2 separate regions of the Mus musculus genome follow, and region 2 is linked to region 1. Evidence: chromatin contacts called from public promoter capture Hi-C data. All regions are on one chromosome and are shown on one strand. Each heading gives the region's core, a stretch centred on a gene start, on an enhancer-like site or on the middle of the called end of the contact. The rest is flanking DNA. Distances are from core to core; before and after follow the strand shown. Region 1 overlaps Sephs1 (selenophosphate synthetase 1). Region 2 overlaps Ucma (upper zone of growth plate and cartilage matrix associated).

Region 1 (7,218 bases), core at 2,436-4,935:
TGCCAACTCTACGTCTTCTTGGGTGACCACTAGCTTAATTTTATTCCATTTTTCGGGCTAGCCGTAGGAACACAGGTGAGAGAGAGAGAAAAAGAAAACGTGATTCATTTTTACTTCTAACCATGTACAAAATGAATACTTTTCCTAGTCATCTTCCAGGACTGGGCATGTTGATGTACGTACATATTGCTGGTGATATAGCCACATATCAAGGTCCCACACATATCCAGCACCTCCTGCACCACTGAGCTACACCCCAGTCACTGGGAATTTTATTTACCTAGTTGTCAAGACATAGAAGTGTTTTAAGTCGATACCCTTCCGTGGTTAGTGTTTTTCAGGGGACCTATCATTCTGTCTTCGGCTTATCCCACATTTCTGTAGTAAATATCCTAGCTTGTTGGGTATGTACACCTAACGGGCACACAGCTGCACCCTGCTCTCATCTGGCAGGTGTAATTAACACTGTTTCCAAGGGTTGAGATGTCAGGCAAGAGCCTGCCCGGTATTCACAAAGCCTTGAGTTCTACAAGAACAGAAGAGAATTTCCCATGTCCTTGGTTCCCTTCCCATCTCCTCTACTACGCTGATGGCACTGTTTTTACATTATACCTTTTCTACTTTAACTGACTCCTGCAGGGAAGTGATTTTGATACAAACAGATGTGAAATTTTCAGCTGTCCATGCTGAGGACAGTTTTGGGTGAGCAAATAAAGTTGTCATTAAAAGGACAAAAGGCCTCTGTCTGATTTTGAAAGAAGTTAGCATCATGATGTAAAGGTTCATGGTACACGGAACCACAGACCACTAATTGCTCTATGATGCATGTATCTTCACTTAAGTGTTTTGAACACTGTATAAACAAAACCTGAGGTGCTGAGGTAAGAACTTGCTAACATACGTGAGGCTGAGCTTGGTGCCCATATCACAAAAGCCAATACTTGCCAGTCACTGTTAGACATTAGGACTAACTTGATCTACCCTTAATCCCATTCTTCCCAGCACTCTCAGAAGTAACTCCCACGGGCTGGAGAGACGGCTCAGTGGTGAAGAGCACCGACTGCTCTTCCGAAGGTCCCGAGTTCAAATCCCAGCAACCACATGGTGGCTCACAACCATCTGTAACGAAATCTGATGCCCACTCCTGGAGTAGCTGAGGACAGCTACAGTGTACTTACATATAATAAATAAATAAATCTAAAAAAAAAAAAAAAAAAGAAGTAACACCCACTTTGATATCTGTATCTATCATTCTTTGCCTGTCAAAACCCAGGATCCTCAGACAATAGATTCTAAAACTATATGGCAATGCCTCTAACCTTTATTAAAGAAACAAACATTATGCTATTACACTGCATTTGGAACTTGCTTTTAAAAATTCTGAATATTTGCCAAAAATCAATAATAAAGCAATGATGTGTGAAGCAGAAGTGGAGACAGTGCAGGCCATACTAGACTAGACAGCACCTCTGTAGACTGCCCCCTCAGCAACTTCCCAGACTGCTTCACATCACTGAGAAGGAGGGAAAGTAAGTAAATAATATGGCCATTTCTAAGACTTTATTTCATTTTTCAAGACAGGGTATCTTTGTGTAGCTCTGGCTGTTCCAGAACTTGTTCTATAGACCATGGTGGCCTTGAACTCACAGAGATCCGCCTGCCTCTGCCTCCTGAGTGCCAGAATTAAAGCCATGCATCACTCCTGCCCAGTGAGAATGTTTTATATATTATGTATCTGGGTGTTGTGCCTATAGGTATGTATGTCTATGCATCATATGCATGGAGTGTCCAGAATGGCCAAAAGCAGGCACTGGATCCCCTGGAACTGGGGTTACAGACTTTTGTTAGCCACTACACGGAAGGGAGACGAGAAGCCAGGACCCCTGGCAGTGCAGCCTGTGCTCTCAGCTGCTGAGACCCCTCTCCAGTTCCAAGGGTTCTTACTGGCTACATCAAGTCACGATAAACGGCCAATAAGTGATATAAGTCTTTATCATTTTTCCAACTGTTCAAGACTGGTAAGTTTCAGACGATAGTTGTAGAAATTAGACACGCCATGATACGTGAGGGTAAAATCCTAGTCACTGTGGACTGTTAGGGAGACACGGCAGCGGGTCAGTGCTTAGCAAAAATACCCTCCTGTCTGTCCTCCACTACACATACTACATCTGTATGTCCTTCACTATTAATCAATTTAAAGACAATACGAACATATCACAATAACCCCCAACTCCGGGGGCTGCAGAGATGGCTCAGCGGTTAAGAGCACTGACTCCTCTTCTAGAGGCCCTGAGTTCAATTCCCAACAACCACATGGTGGCTCACACCATCTGTAATGGGATCTGATGCCCTCTTGTGGGGTGTGTGAAGACAGCAACAGTGTAACTTATATACATAAAATAAGTAAATAAAAATTAAACAAACAAAAAACAAACAAAAAAAACCCCCAAACTCCATGACAATTATGTCAACACCTGACCTGATTCCTCAAGCTGGGACTCGCACCCCTTTATATGGCTTAAATTTTCATTTATGAGAATATGGATAATTCACCTAAGGACTTTACTGATAATTTTATAGAGGTAAAATTTAAAGTTTTCATTTCACAAGTGCCCCCCCCCCCCCGCTTCAAACAAAACAAAGCACAAACCACTCTGAAACTAAAGAGCAACTGTGAGAGCTAACTGTCCCACCCACCCCTACTCTCAGCCCAGCCCCAGTCCTGAACTGCTTTTACTTACAATATCCAGCCACTGGTGCACAGCAACTGCAACCTGTGTCCCCAGGGGCTTTGTCAATACCAGCACATCCCCAGGTACTGCATTATCTGGCCTGCAGAAAAGAAAAGAGCACGTTCTGATCACACTAACGGAGGCGGCAACAGTAAAGCAAAAAGGGAATCTTGTTTAAAATAAACGTTTTGCAACAATTCTTCCTTTCCTGTGTGTGTGTGTGTGTGTGTGTGTGTGTGTGTGTGTGTGTGTGTGTGTGAATGCACATGTATGTGGGTTAGGTAGAAGCCAGAAGTCAACATTATCTTTAATATTTTCCAGCTTAGTTTTTGAAATAAGGTCTCTCACTGGGCCCAGGACTTACCATTTTGGCTAGTGAGCTCCAGGGACTTGACTGTGTCTGTCTCCCTGATGGCAATACAGGTGAGCACTGCCAATAACTAGTTTTTAAGTGGCTGCTAGAGACAAAACTCAGGTCCTCATGCTTGCCCCAAATAGATGCAGGATGCTTACTGGGCACGCCATCTGCTACTGGAGTAAAAGGAGCTTCCACTAATGAAAAGATGGCTAAACATGAACAATGTGCTCAGCTTCTCTCTTCTGAGCAAGATTATGGTGCTACTCACTTGTCACCTCAGCTGCCTGGGAGACTAGGGCAGGGAGATCAAAGCCTGCTTGACATGGCAGCCCTAAGGAACAAGTTAAAGGGAGAGATGGGGTGTGTGTGATGTGTAGAGATCTGAGGATGTAGCCAACAGCAGAGCCACTGCCTTCCACACTCAGGTCTGGGGTTCAACTCCCTATTATGGAAAAGCAAGCAAGCAAGCAAAACCACAAAGCAGAAGAGCAGAGATCAGGTCTGTAAACCCAGGCAATCGCCATCCGGGGAATCTGGCCTGCCTGTTCACTGCTGTGGAGTGGAACCTGGCAGAGCCTTTATGACAGGCAGGCTCTCAGCATTACTAACACACCCCACCTGACCTAGGGATTCTTAGAACTAGTCCCAATGACCTGCTCCAAGGTTATGCCTGGAACATTAGTTACAGCATCAAAATAACCAAACATAATTGAAACAGCAATAGCAAATACACAAAACTAACAGGAGGAGAGTCTGGCAGGAAACTTGAGCCTCTACACAGATCATGACCACTGCACTGTAGATTCTTTTTACATCTTTTACATTCTGACTCAGGTCAACATACTACCTGCCAGTTACTAATTAAGAACTGAAGTGAGGGTCAGTCGATGGCTTAGTGGGTGCTTGCCACCAATTCTCTGGACCTGGTTGCCATCAACTCTCAGAACCTGGGCTCAATTTCTTTCCTAGGACTCCCCAGGAGAGAAGAACCAGGTCCTTCAAGTGGTTTCCCACCACAGAAATCAATCAATCAATCAATCTAAACCAAATAAATGAAGGACAGGGTGCCTCTCTGAACATCAAACATGGAACGTGACAATCTATGTTGAAATCCATCTCTAAAGGATACAGAGAAATGTTTTTTCACCCCAAACAAAGCTTTAAGACTAGATGCTTGCCACCACTACTCATTAAAGAAACGCAAGTCAAAGCCACATGGGATGGCACCTGTGTAGGCAGGTACCACTACACTGGTTCTGAGCAGAAGGAGAATGGCATCATAAAACAACTTCTAGGGCTGGTGAGATGGCTCAGTGGGTAAGAGCACCCGACTGCTCTTCCGAAGGTCCAGAGTTCAAATCCCAGCAACCACATGGTGGCTCACAGCCATCCGCAACAAGATCTGACTCCCTCTTCTGGAGTGTCTGAAGACAGCTACAGTGTACTTACATATATTAATAAAATAAATCTTTAAAAAAAACAAAAAACAACTTCTAGAGGGGATGTGGAGAACTTGGGTCTGTACACACACAAAAGAGCAAAACAAAACTGCACTTGAAGGGGGTTTATAGTAATAGGAGAAGACAACTCAAAAGTCCACCAGTCAACAGACAAACTTGAGGTATATACAGACAATAGCTTACTAGGCCATAACAAAGTACTGTGGTGGTGGTGGTGGCATACACCTTTGAACCCAGAACATGGGAGCTGGAGGCAGATTGTGTGAGTTCAAATACAGAAAAAAGTTCCAGGACAGCCAGGACTACATAGAGAAACTCACTCTTTTTTTTTTTTTTTTAAAGATTTATTTATTTATTTATTTATTATATGTAAGTACACTGTAGCTGTCTTCAGACACACCAGAAGAGGGAGTCAGATCTTGTTACGGATGGTTGTAAGCCACCATGTGGTTGCTGGGATTTGAACTCAGGACCTTTGGAAGAGCAGTCGGGTGCTCTTACCTGCTGAGCCATCTCACCAGCCCGAGAAACTCACTCTTAAAAAACAAAACAAAGAGGGCTGGAGTGATGGCTCAGCAGGTAAGAGCACTGACTGCTCTTCCAGAGGTTCTGAGTTCAATTCCCAGCAACCACATGGTGGCTCACAACCATCTGTAATGGATCTGATGCCCTCTTGTGGTGTGTCTGAAGAAAGCTACAGTGTACTCATATACATAAAATAAGCAAATCTTTAAAAAAACAAAACAGAACAAAAAAGTAAAAAAAAAAAAAAAAAAAAAAAGCACTATGGATTTGTGCTACAACTTGATGATATGAGAGCAAGTAAAGCCAGGTACAAAGTGTCCTACAGAGCACGGTTCCATTTATCACAGTGCTCAGAGCAGGCTGCCCTTACAAAGAACACTGCGGGAAGGGCAAACTAGAAATGTCTGCAAATAAGGACAGGCGTGGGTAAGGGAAGCCAACGTTCTGGGTGCTGACGGGATGATGCTCATTCAAGCCTGCACTCACAAAACCACTGTAGACTTAAAACGCTGACACAGAGGTAGAGCTTACGGTGCAGTACCCGCTTAGCAGACACAACAAGCTGTGTTCAAGGCCAGGTACAAGAAACCAAACAAATCAGAAAAGCTGTGGAGGCAGCCTTCCCACAACTCTTGGACTGAGCAGGTGAGGCAGGAGGATGCGTTTGAGGTCAGCATGAGACACAAAGTGATACCTTGTTTCAAAAACCAAACCAGAAAACGGACACATGAAATGCTGAATACCATGTTACATGTCTTTGTCACCTGAAATTTACAAAGTCTAAATTTGCTCAGGAATAGGATCAAAGTACTGACAAATGCTACAACGTGCATGAAAATAAAAACACTATGCCAATACAGGACGTGAAACCAACCAAGATGTATCTGAAGGATGAGCAAGTGATAACCCCAGTGGGAGTTTCCACTCAGGGTGATCAAAGTGCTGAAGGGATCCTGGTGAGTCTATGCTCTGGAAAGGCCCAAACCCACTGAACTGCATACTCTCAATGGGTGACTTGTACAGCAACTGAATGACACCTTAATATACCTTATTTTTAGAGAGGATGAGAGAAAAACAGGTTCCGACATGAACAAAAGCCAACTTACATGATAAATTCATTGGGCTGGCAGACCGTTGTGGCGACTCCTCCCAGAACAATCCAGGGGTTTAATACCGTTTGGCCGCCTGTTACAGAGGTTCCCGCTTCCTCTGCCGCATCTTTAAAACCCTGTATAATTAGCGGTATCACTTTATCCCTCTCCTAGGGTTTAAAAGGACAGAGATGAAAAGTCATGAATTCTGTTCAAACCCCAGAAAGGATGGCTCTACATTTGCAGTTATAAAGAGATAAAACCCTCTAGAGAGCAGAAGCTGACAGACAGGGTAGAGTGCAATAAAGCAGGGACATGTTTCCTGATGCAAGCATGCTGGCAAGTGTATTCTGGGTTACAAAGTGAACAATGAAGCCCAGCTTCTTTTCTTCTTTCTTTCTTCCTTCTTTCCTTTCCTTCTTTCCTTTCTTCCTTCCTTTCTTTTTCTTTTCTTTTTTTTTTTGAGACAGGGTTTCTCTGAATAGCCCTGGCTGTCCTGGAACTCACTATGAATACCAGGCTGGCTTCGAACTCAGAAATCCGTCTGCCTCTGCCTCCCAAGTGCTAGGATTAAAGGCATGTGCTACCACTGCCCTGCGAAGCCCAGTTTCTTAACTGGTAGGGGTTATAATGTGCCATTTGCCCACAGGCCTGGCCCAGACATGGGTGACTATTAGAGGCCAACTCTTGGCTGGTCCTGAAGGACACCAGACAAGCTAACCATACAAACACAGCCCTGTTTTCAAAAAGAATTTTGTTTGCCAAGAAGTGGGAAGACTCGCTGAGAGATTCGATGTAACCCATCCTCAGAGAAGCCCTTCCTGTGAGAACTACTGTTTAAAGTGCAAACTGCTAGGAAAAAAGACCACAGACAACTGGGCTTTCTATCAGTAAATCACGACAAACTGACTAGGGAGCGCATACAGAAAGAGAAAAGAAATAAACACACCCTGCTAACATAAACTAAGTAACTGGGTCACAGAGATGGCTCAATGGTTGAGATTATGCATAAAAATTTGGCGCTCAGCACCCACATGGCAGCTCACAACTAT
Region 2 (7,218 bases), core at 2,507-5,006, 92 kb before region 1:
GACAGGTCCAAAGATAGGAGGAGAGACCCTGCTGCCGAGAGGGGAAGAGCACGCCAAGTTTCTGAACAGCCTCAAGTGACTCTCTTCAGACACCGCCCAACCGGCCTTACTCCTGTGGCTCTGAAAAGCAAGAGATTGGCTCTGTGCTGTCCTTTTTCCTGGTTGACTCTGTGAGAAAGAAGTGCTTGATAACCATGGTGCCTACCCGCTTTCCTCCATGTGCTGGCCTGACACCATATTTGACACTCATGTGCATATGGGAAACCGGGGCACTGCGGCTTTTCCTTGAGTCACAGATGCCTGCCCCAGAACTGAAAGGTGACTCAAGAACTTTGCCTCTGTGTCTCCTTCAGGTGTTAACGTGGGCACGAGAGACAAGAGAGCTAACATGGCATGGGTCTCTCCCCACTTCCGTGCTCAGTCCTTATGTGGAACATGAAGCCCAGGCTGCTTGTCTGTAATGTCCCAACCCCCCCTGGTTCTGGTGATGAATAGCGCTGCCTCTGTGTAGTCTGGATCTACTGACACTGGGTACCAGGGTTTCCTTCTGTTGACTGTGATTGCAGCTTTTTCTCTGACGGGAAGTCAGCAAGCCAGTTTGTGACTCAGTTCCTTCGTATGGAGAAAAGTTTCTCTGCCTACAGTGCCATGGGACTCGGATAGAAATGCCTAAGCTCTCCTCACCTTTAGTGTGGGTTTATTTAAAATAAAGTTTGATGCTCCTAATAAAAGCAAATGTACAACTTGAGAGGCTGTGAAACGTGACTCAGAAACCAGCTACACAGACAGAACCCAGGACTCTGGGTAGGCCTACAGGTGTGCTTACTATTGTGTGTGTCACGAAGGCCAAAGCATAGCTAATGACAGTAAATGTGTACTTCTTAGATTAGGCTAGCTGGACAAACTGTTTTCTAACGGTATTTGACCCATGTGAATGCTGGTCCTGTCTAAGGGTAAGATAAATTGGCAGGATCTAAACTCTAGCTAGACTTGGTTTTGTCCAAGACAAGAGGGTAATTCTGTGGAAAGCAGTTCTAGGAAATACACGGTTGAGGCTTTAGAGCCAAAGATTGCATGCCCCAGGTGGCATCCAGCTTTGTCTCTGCTCTGTGTGGGCTGAAGGCGCTAACCATTGTAGTCCCTGTTTCCCTAAGGTCTGGCCACCATTTTTTAGAGGTCTTTGTGCTTACAACAGGGTTTGGGCTTTGGTTTCTAAACTCAATAAAGAAAATAGTAAGGCTCACTGGTGGTTCTCTCCACCCCTCCTCACCCCGAATATTCTGGGAATATTATTAGTAAGAACTAAAGGCTTAGGACTAATCTGGAGAGTGATGTACCTGAAGTCCGCAGCACACATGCAGGGATCAGGAACAGCAGATGGCCGCCGGTGGGAGATGTGTTCTCATCTGCTCAGGGCGTGGCTGGGTCTTTGATGTCTATAAGATGTCCAGGTGCTTACAGAGCTCTGGGGACCTGAGTGTGGGTGCCTTTATTTCTTTAATTTTATTTTTAACTCCTAAATAATTAGAAACACAGTGGAACCCCTTCCCACGCTCACAGATATTATTGGAAGGTTGAATTTGTGTTCATCATGTGTGTGTGTGTCTGTGTGTGTATGGTTTCCCAGAATATTCAGGGGTGAGGAGAGGGGAGAGAACTACCTACCCATGGGCCTTGAAAATATTCATTAATGGAACTAACCTTTTAATCCTGCCTTTTAGTGAATTACCAACTATTAAATAGTTTCATATAAATCCACTACATGTTTATCTTTTTTCTTGACTTACTATCAGAGCCATGTCACGTTATCAGGCACTCAGAACTGGGTAAGCACTCGGCAAGTAGCAGAAACTGGCTGTTCTGAATCTATCTTCAGAATATTTTGTTTGTTTTAGGTTTCTTTCTCTCTCTCTCTTTTTTTTTTTTTCCTATTTAGAAAAAAGTAACTTAAAAAAAAAAAAAAACAAAATCCTGTTTCCAGGCAAGAAAGATAAAGTCTTTTAGATAACAATCTTGAAGGCTGGGTGGTGGTGGTAGTGGTGGTCCACGCCTTTAATCCCAGCACTTGGGAGGCAGCGGCAGGTGGATTTCTTGAGTTCAAGGACAGCCTGGTCTACAAAGTGAGTTCCAGGATTACACAGAGAAACCCTGTCTCGGGGGAAAAAAAAAAAAAAAAAAAAAAAAAAAAAAAAAAAAAAAAAAAAGGCAACCAATCTTGGAGTGGAAAATAGGGAACTCGAAAGCTTTTGTGCCCTCTGGCACACCATCTAGTAAATGTATGGGAATTCCATTTCCCATTTGCTCCAAGGCTTCACCCACACCTGATATTGTCAGTCTTTTTTAATTTATATATGAGTGGGTGTGCGGTGCACACACGTACGAGTAGCCACAGAGGGCCAGAAGAGGGCATCAGATCCTCAGGAGTCGGAGTTACAGGCTATGGTGAGCTGCCCTACGTGGGTGCAGGAACCACACTCACCTAGAAAAGCAGCAAGTGTCTTAACTGTTGAGCCATCTCCCCGGCCTTTTTTTAAGTTTGGCTGTTCAGATCAGTGTATGGTGACATCTCACCGTGGTTTAATTCCTTGTAGCCAGTTCTGTTGAGCATCTTGTCATATGCTATTGACCAGCCAAATGTTTGTACCATTAGGATGAGCTGTAAAATTTCTTTCTATGTTCTGAATACAAATGCTTGCTTTAGCCATGAAGTACTCCAAGGATTGCTGTGTGTGGTCTAGCCTTGGTTCTCAATCTTCCTAATGCTGCAACTCTTTAATAGCCTCACACTGTGGTGACCATCCCCCCCCCAGCCATAAAATTATTTTTGTTGCTACTTTATAATTGTAATTCTGCCACTGTTATGGATCATAATGTAAATACTGAGAGGCAGGCTACCTGATATGCAACCCCTATGAAAGAGCCATCCAACCTTCTCCCTAGTGGGGTCACCACCCAGAGGCTGAGAACCACTGGTCTAGAGATGATGTGCACTGCCCATTTATTGTCATTTAAAAGAGTGAGTTTATTCAATATATATATATATATACACATACATACATATGTATGTATATATATACGTGTGTGTTTTCTTTAACAGTTATAGAACAAGTAGATACAGCTAATGTGCCTGAGGTTGGAGGGTAACTTGGAAGTAGTTGGTTCTCTGCTTCTATCATGTGAGTGTTGGGGATCAAACTCACTTGCATAATCAGGCTTGAGACTGGGCAGTTTTACTCTTTGACTGTCTCATCAACCCAAATTATGACAGTCTCACTAAAGCATTAGAACACTATTGTTTGAAAATTAATTAGAAATTAAACAACCCAACCAAATGGGAAAGCACAGAAGTGTATAGAAAGCACAGGACGACTCATTGTGGGGCTTAGGAAAATCACCAGCCTCTACTCAAAGAGTCAGAGTAAATAAAATCGCCCCAGAGCACACAGCTTCCTGAGTTTGTTTTGGGTGGTGCTGGGAATTGAGCCCAGGACCTTGAACTTGGTGAGCAAGTGCTTTACCAGTCTACCTCCCAGTTGAACCCCACCTCCCTCTATTTGTAAATAAAATATGTGAGACTAGTGAATGGAAATTACTAAGGAATTTTGACGCATTGTTCTCAACCTCTTCAAAATTAGGGCGTAGTGATGAGAAAGAAAGGAAGAGAAAAATCGAGCCCTGAAGCCACACTTGCCAAGGGCAGCCTCAAGTACAGATCGGTCTATTGGTGTTTGCCTGTGACATTTGCTCACTCTGATTGCTGGGTTTGTTACCTTTGGCATCGTTCTCACTAGGAATGACAGTGTTTGGCTCTTAGTGAAGGAATCCTGGGCTGAACTTGAAAACCTAAGTATAATGGACCCCTTGTTAAGGACAGGGGTGAAGGAGGGAAAAGAATTCCTACCCAGATCCTTGAGGCCAGAATTCTCTATCTTGAGCCAGAATGCCAAGTGCAGCTGTTGAAGAGGCAAGGGCAGTTTGTTCAGGTTTGCTTTCTTCACTTCTAAACTAGCTGTTCTCCCAAACCTTGCTTCCCTTTGGATATGTCCTCGTGTAAGCCTTCCTTCCCTCAGACACAACAGGCAGGGGGAATGTGTGGGATGTGGCCTCAGAATGCAACCATCTGTGACCATCTACCTGTGTACTAGCCTGTGCGAGGGGATGCCAACTAGAAGATGGGAATGAAAGTGGGCCACATTGACAGGGTCACCCAGATTAGGACCCTTGCCTCCCTGGAAAGTAGAAAGAGACACCCCTAAGAGAACAACTTTAGGAATTAAAAGTTAAAAAAACAAAACCTTGCTATGCTCCTACTCTGTCTCTGTGGGATGGGACAGGAAGCAGGTGCGATCTGTGTACATGAGTCTCTTAATTAGGAGATCAGAGAAGGACATCTCTGACATTTGCTTTGCCCAAACCTGATTGCTTTCTTTACTCTGGCTCAGGAACTGAGCTGAGATTTTATCTTCCAAACATTGAGATGTCAATCGCACCCTCAGGTAATAAAAGCTACAAAACTTGAGGTACCTGTCAAACTTCTAACTTATAGCTCTTCCGGTGCTAGCATATGCCAGCTTCCAGCTGCATGGCGTGTGCAGAGGGCAATGCAGAACAACAGCTGTTAGCACTCTGTTCCTGTAGCAAATGCCTGTGGACAAGCAGTGTGTAGAGAGAATGGAGTGCTGGTCCTTGGTTTGGAGGTTTCAATCCGTGATTGACTGGCCCTGTGGCTTTGCATGAGGCCTGATGTTGTGGCGGGAATATATGTCACTCATTTCATGGTCATCAACAAGAGAGAGGGGAAAGACATTAAGGTGCCCCCTTGAGACGTTTGTCCCAGAACACCTTCCAGTAGCACAAAATCAAAATCGGATGGCGGGCTTTCACAGTGGGCTCCTGATAGACCACATTCACTTTATGGCAGATGGGCTCCTGAGCAGCCTTTCTGTTGGGCTTCACACAAAATCGACAGGGTAGGAATATGCAAGTTGCACTGGTGGCCTGGTGAGGTCATGGGTGACAGCGAGGTGACACCAGAAATAGTGTATTTTTCAAGGCAGTCTTTCCTCGAGACTCCCTGCAAATGTTTTCAAATCACTGATGTCTCTGGGTTGAAAGTGTAGAAGTTAGGGCCCACATGTCACCACCTTACTGAAGAAGGACTGGGACTGGTGACACTAGACTATCCCATGGCATGTGAGTGCAGCACACCCCCAAAACACCAGTGGTTTCAATATAAAACCACTGAAGGAAGAAAAACTTGAAAGCACAGAAAATTCTCTAAATACCTGCTACCCCACCGGGAAACTGCCTGGTGTGGAGATTGGGGCAGCCTACACCATGTGCACCGTAAAGCTTCCAGTGACGAGGACCACAAAGTCCTCCACGGGAAAGGAGAAGGGAAGAAGAGATGGCTATGTACCCATGGAGCTACAAAGGTAGCCATGGGATCTGGGGGTAGGGTTGGCTTGGCTTTTGTGATGGGGTTTGTGTTCCAAGCGTGATTCTCCCAAGACAAAAGGCTCTGTCTTTCTTTGAAGACAGAGCACCAGGCACTTGGGAGAGGGTGGTCCCTCCAATCTGCCTGTCTACAGTGCTTCTTCTGTATTTAAAGTTAGGGCTGGGGTATAGCTCAGTGGTAGAGCATGTGCTTAGACACATGGACCACACGTGGATACTTGGACACACAGCAGGTCCCTTGGAGTTCTGTGGCAATGATACACAGTGTTGATTCGGCACTTTTATTAATAGGCCATAAGCAAGCTTAAAACCTTTATGCTTCGATCCTGAAAGTGTCTATCAGATGGGTGCTCTGATTCTGTTTCTGGTGGCTAAGCAAGGGGGCAGGTGCTGGGAAGAACCACAGATGGTTGCTCACTCAAAAACAAAACAAAACAAACATCCATAAAGAAGCAAAAGCCACGCATCAGAAGGCATCAGAACAGAGGGTGTCTTTCCTGGAGCTGTTGACCAGGGCGGTGAGGGAGCTTCACCTTGTGGGTCCGTCTGTGGAGAGGTGGCAGGCCTGTCACATGCTTCTCTTCCCCGGTTGCTTTAATGAGGTCAGATGTTTTGGCGGTTGTAGAGGTAGGAAGGATACAGGCCATCATAATGCCACTGGCGCCACTGCTCCACAGCCTCCCGGGTCCTCTCTTCCTGCTCTGAGGCGGGAAAGATAAAAGGCCATTGTGCACATTAGAAGATGCCCAACCCAGCAGGAGTTGATGATCAGCCCCCAGCACCTGCTGAAGGGACATTGAGCTAAGTGTACCTGAGCCATGAGACTTCCAGGGTTGGAGCTGGGCGGGGCTGATAGGCATTTGTATGAAGGTTTCTGTCTTGGAGCAGGCCAGAGGATAAAGGTCATAGGTGGTTGCCAGCAGAACTGAAGCTAACAGCTAGCACCTGAGCGGCCTGCCTCCTTACCAACAATGGAGAAAGGAGCCTTAAGCAGTCATCTGGCTTAAGCAGGTGACTAGACACCAAAGTAACAAGAAACAGCACAAGGGCCACATGGAAATACAAGCCACACCTTGAAATATTCACAAACCAGTGAGATGGGTCATCTGGGAATAGTACTTGCTGTTAAACATAGCGGCCTGAGTTCCATCCCGAAAATCCACACAAAAGAAGAGAACCGACTCCCACAGTGTTCTTTCTACAAGCATGTACATGTACACACACACACACACACACACACACACACACACACACACACTATATAATGTAAAATAATGTAAAGCAAATCATGGAGATTGTTGTCAGCGTGGAGCTGTGAATGCCATGGGTACTTTCTCTCAGGAAGTTATCTTCTTGTTTTGCTCTTTTGAGATAAAGTCTTATTCCACAGCTCAGGCTGACCTAGAACTCACCATCCTCATGCCTTGACTTCCTGAGTGCTGGCCTTACAGATGTGTGCCACCATACCTGGCATGCTCTCTATTTCCTACGTTTCAAACATAGATCTATGTTGTCAAAACTGGCTGGAAAAGAGACACATGAAGCCAGTGTCTGACACCGTGGCTACTGAGGACGATTCATTTCTGTGTGAGCCTACACTGGATGCTTCCCCTAGAGCTGAAAATCCCCTTCTGTATTTTTTCCCCGAAACAGCCAGGTACACACAGAGCCCAGCCCTGGTCGGGGCTTAGCCTTTCAGACACCTCTCAAGCTCAGTGGAGCCGCTCCTTCCTCTTCCAGGCCTGACTCGCACCTAGGAGC

Evidence for each region. Promoter capture Hi-C pulls out the DNA fragments that hold promoters and counts their contacts.
Region 2: a promoter capture Hi-C map of liver shows a contact between it and region 1, with 2.4 times the contacts expected there. The contact joins two enhancer-like sites. A contact is called at or near these places in 7 of 39 promoter capture datasets (the HPC-7 cell line, HPC-7-derived erythroid cells, embryonic stem cells and 2 more), 21 of 484 Hi-C or Micro-C datasets (the CH12 cell line, ECoMG myeloid progenitors, the G1E-ER4 cell line and 11 more), 7 of 115 datasets of contacts at active chromatin or transcription factors (embryonic stem cells, extraembryonic endoderm stem cells, hepatocytes and 3 more) and 3 of 9 other capture datasets (adipose tissue, liver and pancreatic islet).

Annotation. Positions count from the first base shown.
Region 1 is chr2:4,892,303-4,899,520 of GRCm38.p6, reverse strand. Sephs1 (selenophosphate synthetase 1) reads right to left here. Exons shown (of 9, transcript NM_175400.6): 5 at 6,182-6,336; 6 at 2,742-2,832; 7 at 1-57. Among named protein-coding and RNA genes, the nearest start is that of Sephs1, 14 kb to the right of the region's middle. Within about 2 kb of position 3,685, at least 4 of the 459 cell types and tissues checked have an H3K27ac peak or open chromatin away from gene starts, as enhancers often do. A contact at or near this core is called in hepatocytes and liver, where this site is marked.
Region 2 is chr2:4,984,254-4,991,471 of GRCm38.p6, reverse strand. Ucma (upper zone of growth plate and cartilage matrix associated) reads right to left here. Exons shown (of 5, transcript NM_001113558.2): 5 at 5,724-6,158. The coding sequence ends at 6,061. It overlaps Mcm10 (minichromosome maintenance 10 replication initiation factor), which reads left to right. Exons shown (of 20, transcript NM_027290.3): 20 at 1-748. The coding sequence ends at 79. Among named protein-coding and RNA genes, the nearest start is that of Ucma, 12 kb to the right of the region's middle. Within about 2 kb of position 3,756, at least 15 of the 459 cell types and tissues checked have an H3K27ac peak or open chromatin away from gene starts, as enhancers often do. A contact at or near this core is called in hepatocytes and liver, where this site is marked.